Linked DNA regions of Arabidopsis thaliana: region 1 is linked to region 2. A link is a contact called in public capture Hi-C data. All regions are on one chromosome and are shown on one strand. The core of a region is the stretch at or near the end of the contact, and the rest is flanking DNA. Distances in the headings are between cores, read along the strand shown. Region 1 holds the start of AT1G26550 (FKBP-like peptidyl-prolyl cis-trans isomerase family protein). Region 2 holds the start of AT1G26180.

The links. Capture Hi-C pulls out chosen DNA fragments and counts their contacts.
Region 1: a contact with region 2 is called in a capture Hi-C map of seedling, with 2.0 times the contacts expected there. A contact is called at or near these places in 1 of 26 Hi-C or Micro-C datasets (vegetative nucleus) and 1 of 3 other capture datasets (seedling).

What each region holds. Positions count from the first base shown.
Region 1 is chr1:9,169,599-9,174,954 of TAIR10.1, reverse strand. AT1G26550 (FKBP-like peptidyl-prolyl cis-trans isomerase family protein) reads right to left here and starts at 3,837. Exons shown (of 5, transcript NM_102417.4): 1 at 3,752-3,837; 2 at 3,023-3,165; 3 at 2,765-2,874; 4 at 2,372-2,514; 5 at 1,922-2,281. The coding sequence starts at 3,155. The coding sequence ends at 2,239. AT1G26540 (Agenet domain-containing protein) reads left to right here and starts at 4,002. Exons shown (of 8, transcript NM_102416.3): 1 at 4,002-4,600; 2 at 4,955-5,356. The coding sequence starts at 4,160.
Region 2 is chr1:9,050,801-9,056,004 of TAIR10.1, reverse strand. It overlaps AT1G26180, which reads right to left and starts at 1,332. Exons shown (of 8, transcript NM_102383.5): 1 at 834-1,332; 2 at 532-612; 3 at 368-427; 4 at 242-285; 5 at 45-87. The coding sequence starts at 1,181. AT1G26170 (ARM repeat superfamily protein) reads left to right here and starts at 1,302. Exons shown (of 33, transcript NM_102382.3): 1 at 1,302-1,684; 2 at 1,789-1,850; 3 at 1,955-2,047; 4 at 2,130-2,301; 5 at 2,426-2,541; 6 at 2,667-2,753; 7 at 2,846-2,962; 8 at 3,064-3,127; 9 at 3,214-3,356; 10 at 3,508-3,555; 11 at 3,647-3,715; 12 at 4,027-4,102; 13 at 4,233-4,363; 14 at 4,540-4,599; 4 more. The coding sequence starts at 1,567.

The DNA of each region.
Region 1 (5,356 bases), core at 2,588-5,087, 120 kb before region 2:
AATGTGTTTAGATAAGAGAGATCTTCATGGGATCGTGAGATTGGAACGAGTGTATGGCGTGAGATAATGTGAAAGTGTGGATGTTTTTGTGGCCCCCTCTTATTATAAGGCTTTTGTTCCCATTTGCTTTTTGTCTAAAAATTCTGTGAGCATCTCAAATAACCTTTGGCTTAAAGCGAATGGAAAAAAATGACAATCAAACAACTAATAATATAAGAATCAAAGTTGCCAACAGAGAAAATGATAATACACAAAAAACCACGAAAAGTAGACAACAGAAAAAGATTGCATCAAAAAGTAAAAATTATTGATAAGATAAAATTAGTGGGAAGTTATAATGGACATATGTGGCTAATGTATTTTATTTTTGTTAGTTAATTAGTTATACACTGGCCCTGTTTTTTGATTGATCGCTAAGTCAGCTACCTGCGATCTAAAAAAAGCTCTCATCTCTCTTTCACTTTCATTTCTCCTCTCTTTCATCTCTGCCGCAGTGACTGTAATTCGGCCATTCCGTAGACGCTGGAATTTTTAGCGTCTCAAATTCTCTTTCTCCTATCTCTTCAGATCTATCGCTGCGACTCTTTCATTCATCTCACCTTCATCTCTCCTTCTTTTTTCTTTTATATTTTGTGCCGCCGGTGCTTGTCGCAGCAATCAACAAAAAAACAGGGTAAGTATATAAACTTACATGTAATAAATTATATTTTTATAATTAATGGGGTCACTTGACCCCCTTCTTTCTTAATAGGTCCGCCGGTGTGCGTAAGTAGGAGATTCATTTGATTAATTAATGAATATAGAAGTTCAGAAGTGGAAATTATTACGAGTGTCTCGCGAAGTTATTCAAGTGCTTAATTAGTTGCTTAATTTTGTTAAAGTTATCACGCTTGACACGTATCGAATTATTATTGGTTTTAAACAATATTTTGCTTTAACAATGAAGATGTGGAATTTTGCACAATTATCCACTTGTGATGCAACGTATCTTGGTGTTTTTTGTTAGATTAAAACACGTTAGTCATATTTACCGTGTTCTCGTTTTTCGTTACAAATTTTACATTCTATGATTTTAATTTGCGTTGATTGTATTCATAATTACATTAGTTAATAATCTTGCTTTCTTTTTTAAAGAGGGATTTGTTGCTTTCGTTATACCTAGCCAAATAGACTTCTGATAGTTTGTGTTAAACGTGGATTATATTTTAGTAATCTTTGTCTATAGTTTTAAACTTTTTAGGTATAATTGCTTGTACTTAAACTTAAGATACATTATATGATTGATTTGGTAAATTTCCACATAATACATTTCATGTTAATAAAACTAAATGCTGCATTTGAGTTTTCATATTTGTTCACACATTGAGGTTATGTATTTGTGATTGTGACCCTCTTATATGAAAAAGGCTTGTGTTCCCATTTGCTTCTTTTTTTTTTCTTCCAAATAATACATTTTTTTCCCCGGATTTTATTCTCTAAATCAATTACTTTATGTTGAGCATTTACTTTTTTTTCTTCTTCTTCTTAAATAGATGTGTTGTGATTGTTTTTTAAAAAAATATGTAAGAGATTTCATCTGACTAATGAATGAATGTATAAGTCACAACACAAGTGCTAATTATTGGCTCATGAAGTCATTGAAATGTTAAGTTGTTTTGAAATTTGTAACGCGACAACAAATCTCATTAACCATTATTGTTTCTTTTATGAAAAAGTGGATGGAGGATTAGGGGTTTGCGCAATTATGGATCATAATATGCGTTTGTTAGATTCACACTAACAAGTCAACGACCCACATTACACACCTCTCTTCACTCTGTTTTTCAGATGCTCATGCAATAACGTCACACTTTTACACTTGTGTTCACACGTATGACCTTTATTAATCAATGATTCGAAAACGATTTCGTACCAAGTTATAATTGTTAGGAATAGCCAGTATCAAATCATCAACCCTCTCTAAGCTACAGCCAGCAGCTTAGAAACCAATTTTTTCTTACGGGCAAATTCAAAATGTTCTCAAAGCCAAAGAAACCAAGCGACGAGCTTATAATAGAGATGGTGTCTCAATATTCAGACTTCAGAAATCAACACCCGGCATATATTATGGCCGTTACGCATTCATTATTCAAAACGAGACAAGTTTTTTTAACAATTTGGCCAAAACAACAAAGGCTGTGTTTTTTTTAAGGTTACAGTAGCAACTTCCATAAAAGTAGCAGAGCAGAGATGTATCTGTCAGTTCTTCCTTCCCTCTGATAAAATAATGTGGTATCCGTGCCTGCAATTACCACGCAATTACATTCATCATCCACTAATAAAGATAAATTCAGATAGAAGAGAAGAAAGAAGAGATCGGATTTGGACATACGTTGATTTGAAGGGTGCACTGGTGACTCCAACAGGTGTATTAAAGGCGACATCTTGGAATGGACCTGCCATCTTTCCTCGAGGGAACCATCCAAGATCTCCTCCTTTTTTCCCTGATGGACACTCAGAGTACTCTGCTGCAATCTGAGATCGTTCCACACACAAATCGTGTTAAGATTCTCCACAATTCATAACACACATCTATCGAAATATATCTAACCGAAAACTGAAACTTGTAGATGTCGGGAAAGCAATGAACTATGAGGTATTGAATGTGGGTTTTCTATAAGCGGTTACGTACATATCACAGTTAGAGATGGAATAAACAATACTATCTGAACTATCTTAGATTGATGTTTTGATCTCATAGACAAAAAAGAAGAAGGATATTCACCTTTGCAAACTCAGCAGGAGGAACCTTGTCTCCGTTGCTCAACCAACCATCCTGCAACTTTTTGTAGGCCTCGTTGATCTTTCCTTGCTTCTCGCACAAAACATGTCTTGCTGAAACAAAAACAATTGGAGATTTGACTTTAATGCTATTGTACTAATACAAAAGTTGTAAGAGAACTTTTGGATCCATATTTGTTTACCAGTATTTTTTACTCATGAACAAAGGTAACAGGCACAGAAACGAATCCAAAAAACACACCTTTAACATAAGTGCATGTCCCAAGACCATCTGCAGCTTTTCCTGCTTTTCCTTTACCCTTGGAGGGAGCTTCTTCACTACCACTTGCTTGCTTTCCTTTACCCTTCCCACCAGCTTTTGCGTCCTTCCCCATCGAATTAAAACTATAAAAAACAACCACGATTAAAACTTTATTATCACCATCAGATTACAGGGTTTTAACTTTTAACATCACCACACACATCTTGTAAACCCTAAACCCTGAAATAAATCCAGTGAACTTTTCAATGCAGATTTAAAGCCAAATGCAAGTGACTTGGAATCTACTACACTGGAAGCAGATATACAAATTTGTAAACTTAAAAAAATGCTTCAACCCGAAACTTTTGGGGAATTTAATCAAACACTTAGTAAGCTAAGATCCATCAAATTCAGAATGATCAAAACACAAAACAAGATTACAGATTAAAAAATGAGTAATTTAACATTTGGACAATCGAAACGCAAAGAGCCCAATATAGAACCGGTGCGTCCATGCACAAGATAACATCGCAAATGGAAAAACAATTATCTAGACGGAAGATTTAGCGCAAATAACATAAACCCCAGTTTTCAATTTCTAGCCTAAAAATCAGAGAATTGACCAACAGTTTACAAAACCAATCGGAGAAAACACAAAAGGTTACTATTAAAAGTGGAATGAAATATTTGATTGAGAAGCCAAGAAATTTACAAAGTCGAGAACTTTACCTTGAGATTCTTCTTCTATCAGATTGAACGATCGAGCAGAGAGTGAGAGAGAGAAAGAGAGATTTGTTTGCTGAAAAGTCTTGTGGGGATTAGAGATGGAACATTAAACCCATTCATTAATATGGGCTTGGCCATTCATGGTTGGGCTATTAGGCCCAATAAGATACTCTTCTTATCAAATATTTTCTATTTTTCGTAAATTTAATCGCGCCAAAAAGAAAATAAATATTTTTCCTATTTTCGTAAATGTCTGTCTCTGCTTTTCATTTGTAGAGCTAGCTGTCTTTCAGTATCAGAGTGAAATTTTAGGGTTTTACAAAAGGGAGGTTTTTTGCTTCACTCTTTGCTTATTTGGGTTCTGGGTTTTGATTATTTCTACAAAGTAACCACATTTTTCACTTTCCGGAGATGGAGCTGCAAACGATGAAGATAACGAAAGATTGTGTAGTTGAAGTCAGTTCTGAAGAGGAAGGGTTCGAAGGAGCTTGGTTCAGAGCTGTTTTAGAGGAAAACCCAGGGAACTCATCTCGCAGAAAGCTTCGTGTTCGTTACTCGACGTTGCTGGACATGGACGGTTCGTCTCCCTTAATCGAACACATCGAACAGAGATTCATTAGACCTGTACCTCCGGAGGAGAATCAACAAAAAGACGTCGTTTTGGAGGAAGGTTTGCTGGTGGATGCTGACCACAAAGACGGGTGGTGGACTGGTGTTGTCGTAAAGAAAATGGAGGACGACAACTATTTGGTTTATTTTGATTTGCCTCCTGACATTATACAGTTCGAGAGAAAGCAGTTGCGGACTCATCTTATCTGGACCGGTGGGACTTGGATCCAACCAGAAATTGAGGTATGAGGTTGATTTATTCGAAGTGGGTCTTTGCTTGAATGTTTGAAACTGTCTCTTTGTTGCTCTCTTTCAAAAAGGTTGAAGCTTTAATCCGTTTTGAGTCTGGTTGCGTGTTATGGTTAAAGGTTTCAGCTTTAGTTTCAAAAGGCTGAAACTTTTCTCTATTTTTCGTTTGTTGAGTGTTATAGTTCCATGGTTAAGAGATCCTTTCTTAAATCCGGTGTTGTTTTTGCTTGTAGCTGTCAAAATTTTGTTGCTTTCTTTGTTCTTGTTATATGCTATGATTAAAATTATTAAAGGTTTAGTTTTGGTTGTGAATGCTTAAAAGTAGACTTTAATTTGTTGTCTTTGAAGGAATCGAATAAGTCCATGTTTAGCCCCGGGACAATGGTGGAAGTGTTTTCTGCCAAAGAAGCTGTGTGGTCCCCTGCAATGGTAGTCAAAGAGACTGATGTGGATGATAAGAAGAAATTCATTGTCAAGGACTGTAATAGGTACCTGAGCTGCAATGGTGATGAGGCGAGACCAACCAACATTGTTAATTCGCGCCGTGTTAGACCCATACCGCCTCCTTCTTCAGTTGACAAGTATGCATTGTTGGAATCTGTAGAGACGTTTTCTGGTTTGGGATGGCATAAAGGGCAAGTGAGGAAAATTCTCTCTGAGAACCGTTACACGGTTAGATTAGAGGCTACACAGCAGGAATCTACAATAAGACACTCAGATCTTAGGCCTTTCATGGTGTGGGAAGATGGA
Region 2 (5,204 bases), core at 83-2,582:
ACATATTAAGTGTACTGTGTAATCACAGGAAGCAGACATTTCACCATTGTGCACAAGAAAATCGAGAGACGCCAGCTTGCCCCCATACTGAGAACAGAATAATATTGCAAGAAAATAAACAACTGAGACATTTTCTTCAACAGTAAAGACAGGAATTAGTAAGATGTATGTTTTTGTTGCAGTAGAGAACTAGAAAGTAGAAACTGTGCAAAGATAGAGAGGAGTGTATGAATTCAACTACCTCCACAATGATCCCAGTGCAAGCCCCACAAGACCATGAGTAAGCTACAAAAATAAAATCTCCAAAAGTTAAGCAATGGTCACGAGATAAAACTCTGCTTGGCAATCTAGGAAAGCGGAGGCTTACAAAGTAAGTTAATGCCTTGACCGGACCTGATAATATGAACAACAGCATGACAGTAGCAACCTGAGAAACAAACAAACAAACACCACAAAAGACTTGAAGCACATATTCACAAAAAAAACTTGAGAAATTCTTATTAATGAGAAAAAGAATGTTCTTTTACAAACCATTGTCTTCCTGCCACCTGCAATGTTCCATCTTATCGAAGAAATCACAATTGGTAGTGAGAAGAAACACCCAAAGTAGTTCTGCGTTCAAAAATGTAAACTCATACTCATTAAAAAGGAACAAGTAAGTATGAAATGTTTATCACACTAACGATCAAACACACAAAAGAACGATGATTCTCACACACATCCTTTGTTTCCAAAGTTGACATTTTTGGCAATGTCTTCTATGAAAAATAAGATCAAACTTAACCTCAATACTCCAATGTCCTTATGGGAATTATAAGGCAAGAAAAATTAACCTCAATGGCGAGAGAATTGCTGAGAAAGTAAACGAGGCCTGTCACAGCAGCGAACATGGCACATTCTACTAATCTCAGCGTTTTCTGGTAAACCACTTCATCTCCTTCCTTCGTCGAAGCGTAATTTCTCTCGGATTCTTCTTTCTTCCCATCCTCTTGATTATTATAAAGCGAAGCACCAGAGACGCTCGAGAATGCGAAGCACCTTCCACGATTAGAGATAGAAACGAGAGAGATTATGTGTCTCTGTGGAGAGAGTGACACAGAAGAAGCAAAGGAGCGTGTAGGGGCAAAACGGTAAAATCGAGTAATGGTAGACTGGTAATGAATCGTCTTGAGGAGATTCATGGAGGCGAAGAAGAAGAAGACGACGAAGCTCTCTTCTCCTCCGTTTATCTTTGATTCTGGAGATAAACTGTTCGATTGATGAAATTACACTAAGCCGGATTTATACCAATTTAAATCTACGGTTAAAATCCGGTTTGGTAATTGTTTATTTTGGTTATTTGATTGCTTCTTTCTTCTGCAACCTCTGTCTATAAAGGGTTTTCTCGACAACAAAATCTAGGAGAGGTGAACTACTTAAACTCCATTTGGTTTCTACTGTCTCTCCGACATCCTCCTATACCAAAGGGACAAGCGGGAATTTGAAAATTGAGGGAAGCTAAAACAATTTTCAAACACTCAATTTCTTGATCCCATCTGGAATTGGATTCCATCGATTAATCTCTCAATGGTGGTGGACCAAGATCAGCAATGGCTGCTCGGTTGCTTATCAGCAAGTCTTGACCCTAACCAGAACGTTCGTTCTTTCGCTGAGACCTCTCTCAATCAGGCTTCTCTTCAACCAGGTCCGTTGCTTAAATCGTTTGGGTTACTTTCGAGCTAGTTGCTTCTCTTCTATAGATTCTTTTTTGTAGTTAGATTTTACCCAAAAGATGTTTGTTTCTTGTAGGGTTTGGGAGTGCATTGTGCAGAGTTGCTGCTAACAAAGACCTCTCTTTGGGATTGCGTCAAATATCCTTTTCATGTCATTGATTTGTTATCCCCTGGAGCTTGTTTATTGATATAATGAGTGTTTTCCCTTTTTTTGGCTTGTGAAGTTCTTAACCTACTGTTACTTAGCTGCGGTACTGTTAAAGCAGTTCATTAAAAAGCATTGGCGAGAGAACGAGGAGGCTTTTGAATATCCTCTTGTCTCAAGTGAGGAAAAGGTACTTTCACTGTCTTCTTTTATTGTTTGTTTTGGATTTCCAGCTGAGATAGTTTAGGAAGTTATTTTGGTTATGTTATTAGGCTCTTATTCGAGGACAACTGTTGGGCTCACTTGATGACTCTCATAGAAAAATCTGTACGGCTATTAGTATGGACATATCGTCAATTGCCACATATGATTGGCCAGAAGAGTGGCCTGAGCTAGTTCCTTTTCTCCTGAAGTTGATTAGCGATCCAAGTAACACTAATGGAGGTATATTTTCGATCAATTTTGTTTGCTCTAGAGACAAATTCTTTTTTTACTACCCATTTCTGTACTCTTTCATGAGAATAGTTACGAGGTTTCCTGAGGCTGAATTTATTTCCATATTCAACAGTTCATGGAGCTTTGAGGTGTTTGGCTCTTCTCTCTGGTGAATTGGATGACAAAGAGGTTCCTACGCTGGTACCTGTGTTGTTTCCCTGCTTGCATGCAGTCGTATCTTCTCCTCAGGTATTGTATTCTTATATTGATACGATCAGACTCATGTTGAATCACGTTTATGGCATGTCAAGGTCTCTTATGTGAAAATTTTAGTAACAGAGGCCCTTATGGAGCTCACTTCTTTGTATATGTAGAGCTATGACAAGTATATTCGAGGAAAAGCCCTTACAATTGTTTATTCATGTATATATGTTCTTGGAGCAATGAGCGGTGTGTACAAGGTACTTTTTCTTTGATAATACATACATCTTGAATGTGATTTGCTTCAGCTACTTCTGTTATCAGTTTACATATATAATGTGTTTATATTCAGACGGAAACTACTACTTTGGTGACGCCTGTGCTTAAGGTTTGGATGAATCAGTTTTCACTTATATTGGAGCATCCTGTGCAACGCGAGGATCCTGATGATTGGAGTTTAAGAATGGAGGTTCGTCTCATCTTGTAATTGTCTTACTTTTGTTCCCATTGAACTCCCGGAATTGTATATCGGGCCCCTGTCTTTGCATTGATTTTACCTCCTCTCATTAGGTCTTGAAGTGCCTAAATCAGTTTGTACAGAATTTCCCATCTCTCATCGAAAGTGAATTGATGGGTATGTTCTCGTGTGTTACCCATGTACTTTTTTTATTCAAACATATGCATCTGAAGCATCATTATTGAAACATAATATATGTGCAGCTATTATGAGGCCATTGTGGCACACATTTGAGTCATCTCTACAAGTTTATCTTCGATCGTCAATTGATGGTGCTGAAGATTCATATGATGGAAGATATGATTCAGATGGTGAAGAAAAGAGTCTTGACACTTTTGTCATCCAGGTAACTTTATAATTTTAAGTGATCAGTTTTCCTTCAAGGTCTCAATATTGGAAGTTAGTCTTTTGGTTTTTTGGTTAGAACTGGGGCATTTGGCTCATAGATTGTGGTATTTTGATGAGTTTGAGGCCAAGTGAGACTTGTTTCTGTGCAGCTATTTGAGTTTCTGTCAACTATCGTTAGCAGTAGAAGACTGTCAAAGGTTTGGCTAAAATCGCTTCAGTTTTTTTCCCCTTCATTTTGGTCGTATGTTACTTTGGAATTGGTTTCTTACGGAAATACTTTTATATCAGACCATTGCCGGTAATGTCAGAGAGTTGGTATATCAAACCGTCGCTTTCCTGCAGATTACAGAACAACAGGTAAAGATGAATCATGCATCTTCTGCTACTCAGACATGATAGTATATATTGGTCATATTTGTTCTTTTAAATCTCGGATGATAACATGAATCTATCAAGGGAAGTCTTACGAAGCTAGACAGCCTATTTATATATATGACGAAGTAATTTGTTTGTTGTGCAATAGAACTTATCTCTTGCTATCTTAACGAATAAAAGATGACCAGAAGGCTTATCCACTTTATCTGGTTTAATTATTATATGGTTTATATGTCTAACATTGGAGACAAGACATCCCTTTATTCTTTATCTCATATGTAGTTTCTCTTCAGGTTCATACTTGGTCCATGGATGTAAATCAGTTTGTAGCCGATGAAGATGAAGGTAGCTACAGTTGTCGTATATCAGGTAAGCGGTCTCTCACTCTTCTTAAGTCAAATTCATATGCATAACTGAGACAAGATTTGGAGGTCGTATGCATATATCAATATCCAAAATTTATGACCGTGTAACTATAAAACTACCTGCTTCACCACAGGAATACTTTTGTTGGAGGAAGTTATCAATACTTTTGGTAGTGAAGGGATCAATGCTGTTGTAGATGCTGCCGGAAAACGATTCCAAGAGTCTCAACGTGAAAATTCAGCTAGTTCTCTGTCCTGGTGGAGAGTAAGTGCACCTAATTCTCTTTGTTATTGTATTTCTTGAAAGGTTTGACTAGCCATTTTTTCTCTGATATTTTAACATTGTCCCCAATTCCGTGAAATTCAACCTTTTTTTTCTCCCATGTTCAGTTTTTATTTTCTTAACTTTACAACTTACTTTCATATTTTTCCATTTGTTAGTTAAGAGAAGCTGTGCTCTTTACTTTGGCTTCTCTTTCTGATCAACTTGTTGAAGCTGAGGTTTGTGTTTCCCATGACAATTTTAAAAACGAAAAAATTACTTAAGGTGGGAAACATGTTATATTATATTATAATCTTTTCAGGACTTGAGAATCGACCCTGCCAATTTAGCTAAATTTATTGAGCAATTGATAATGGAAGATACTGGAATTGGTAGGTATTGTAAGATTTACTGCTCCAACATTACTTCTCATTTGGTATTCAAACTGTTGTACATAACTGGAGCCTTTATTTAACAGGGTATCATGAATGTCCTTTCCTTTATGCCCGCATATTTACAGCCGTTGCTAAGTTCTCTTCTGTGGTAATATTTTTATTTTGTTTTCTCCCTAAATAACTCTAATCAGGAAGACATGAATTGAATCTTTTTCACTTTAATCAGATCAACGCGGGAATCCTTGAGCACTTCCTCAATGCTGCAGTTAGAGCTATAACCATGGACGTGTATGTTTTCTACCCTTCTGCAATTCTGCTGTTTAGTATCTTTCAGAGATTAAAGTTAGATACTATTATAAAACAGGCCACCACCTGTAAAAGTAGGCGCATGTCGGGCACTTTTGCAGCTCCTACCCGATATGAACAGTTCGGTTATTCTGCCTCAGATC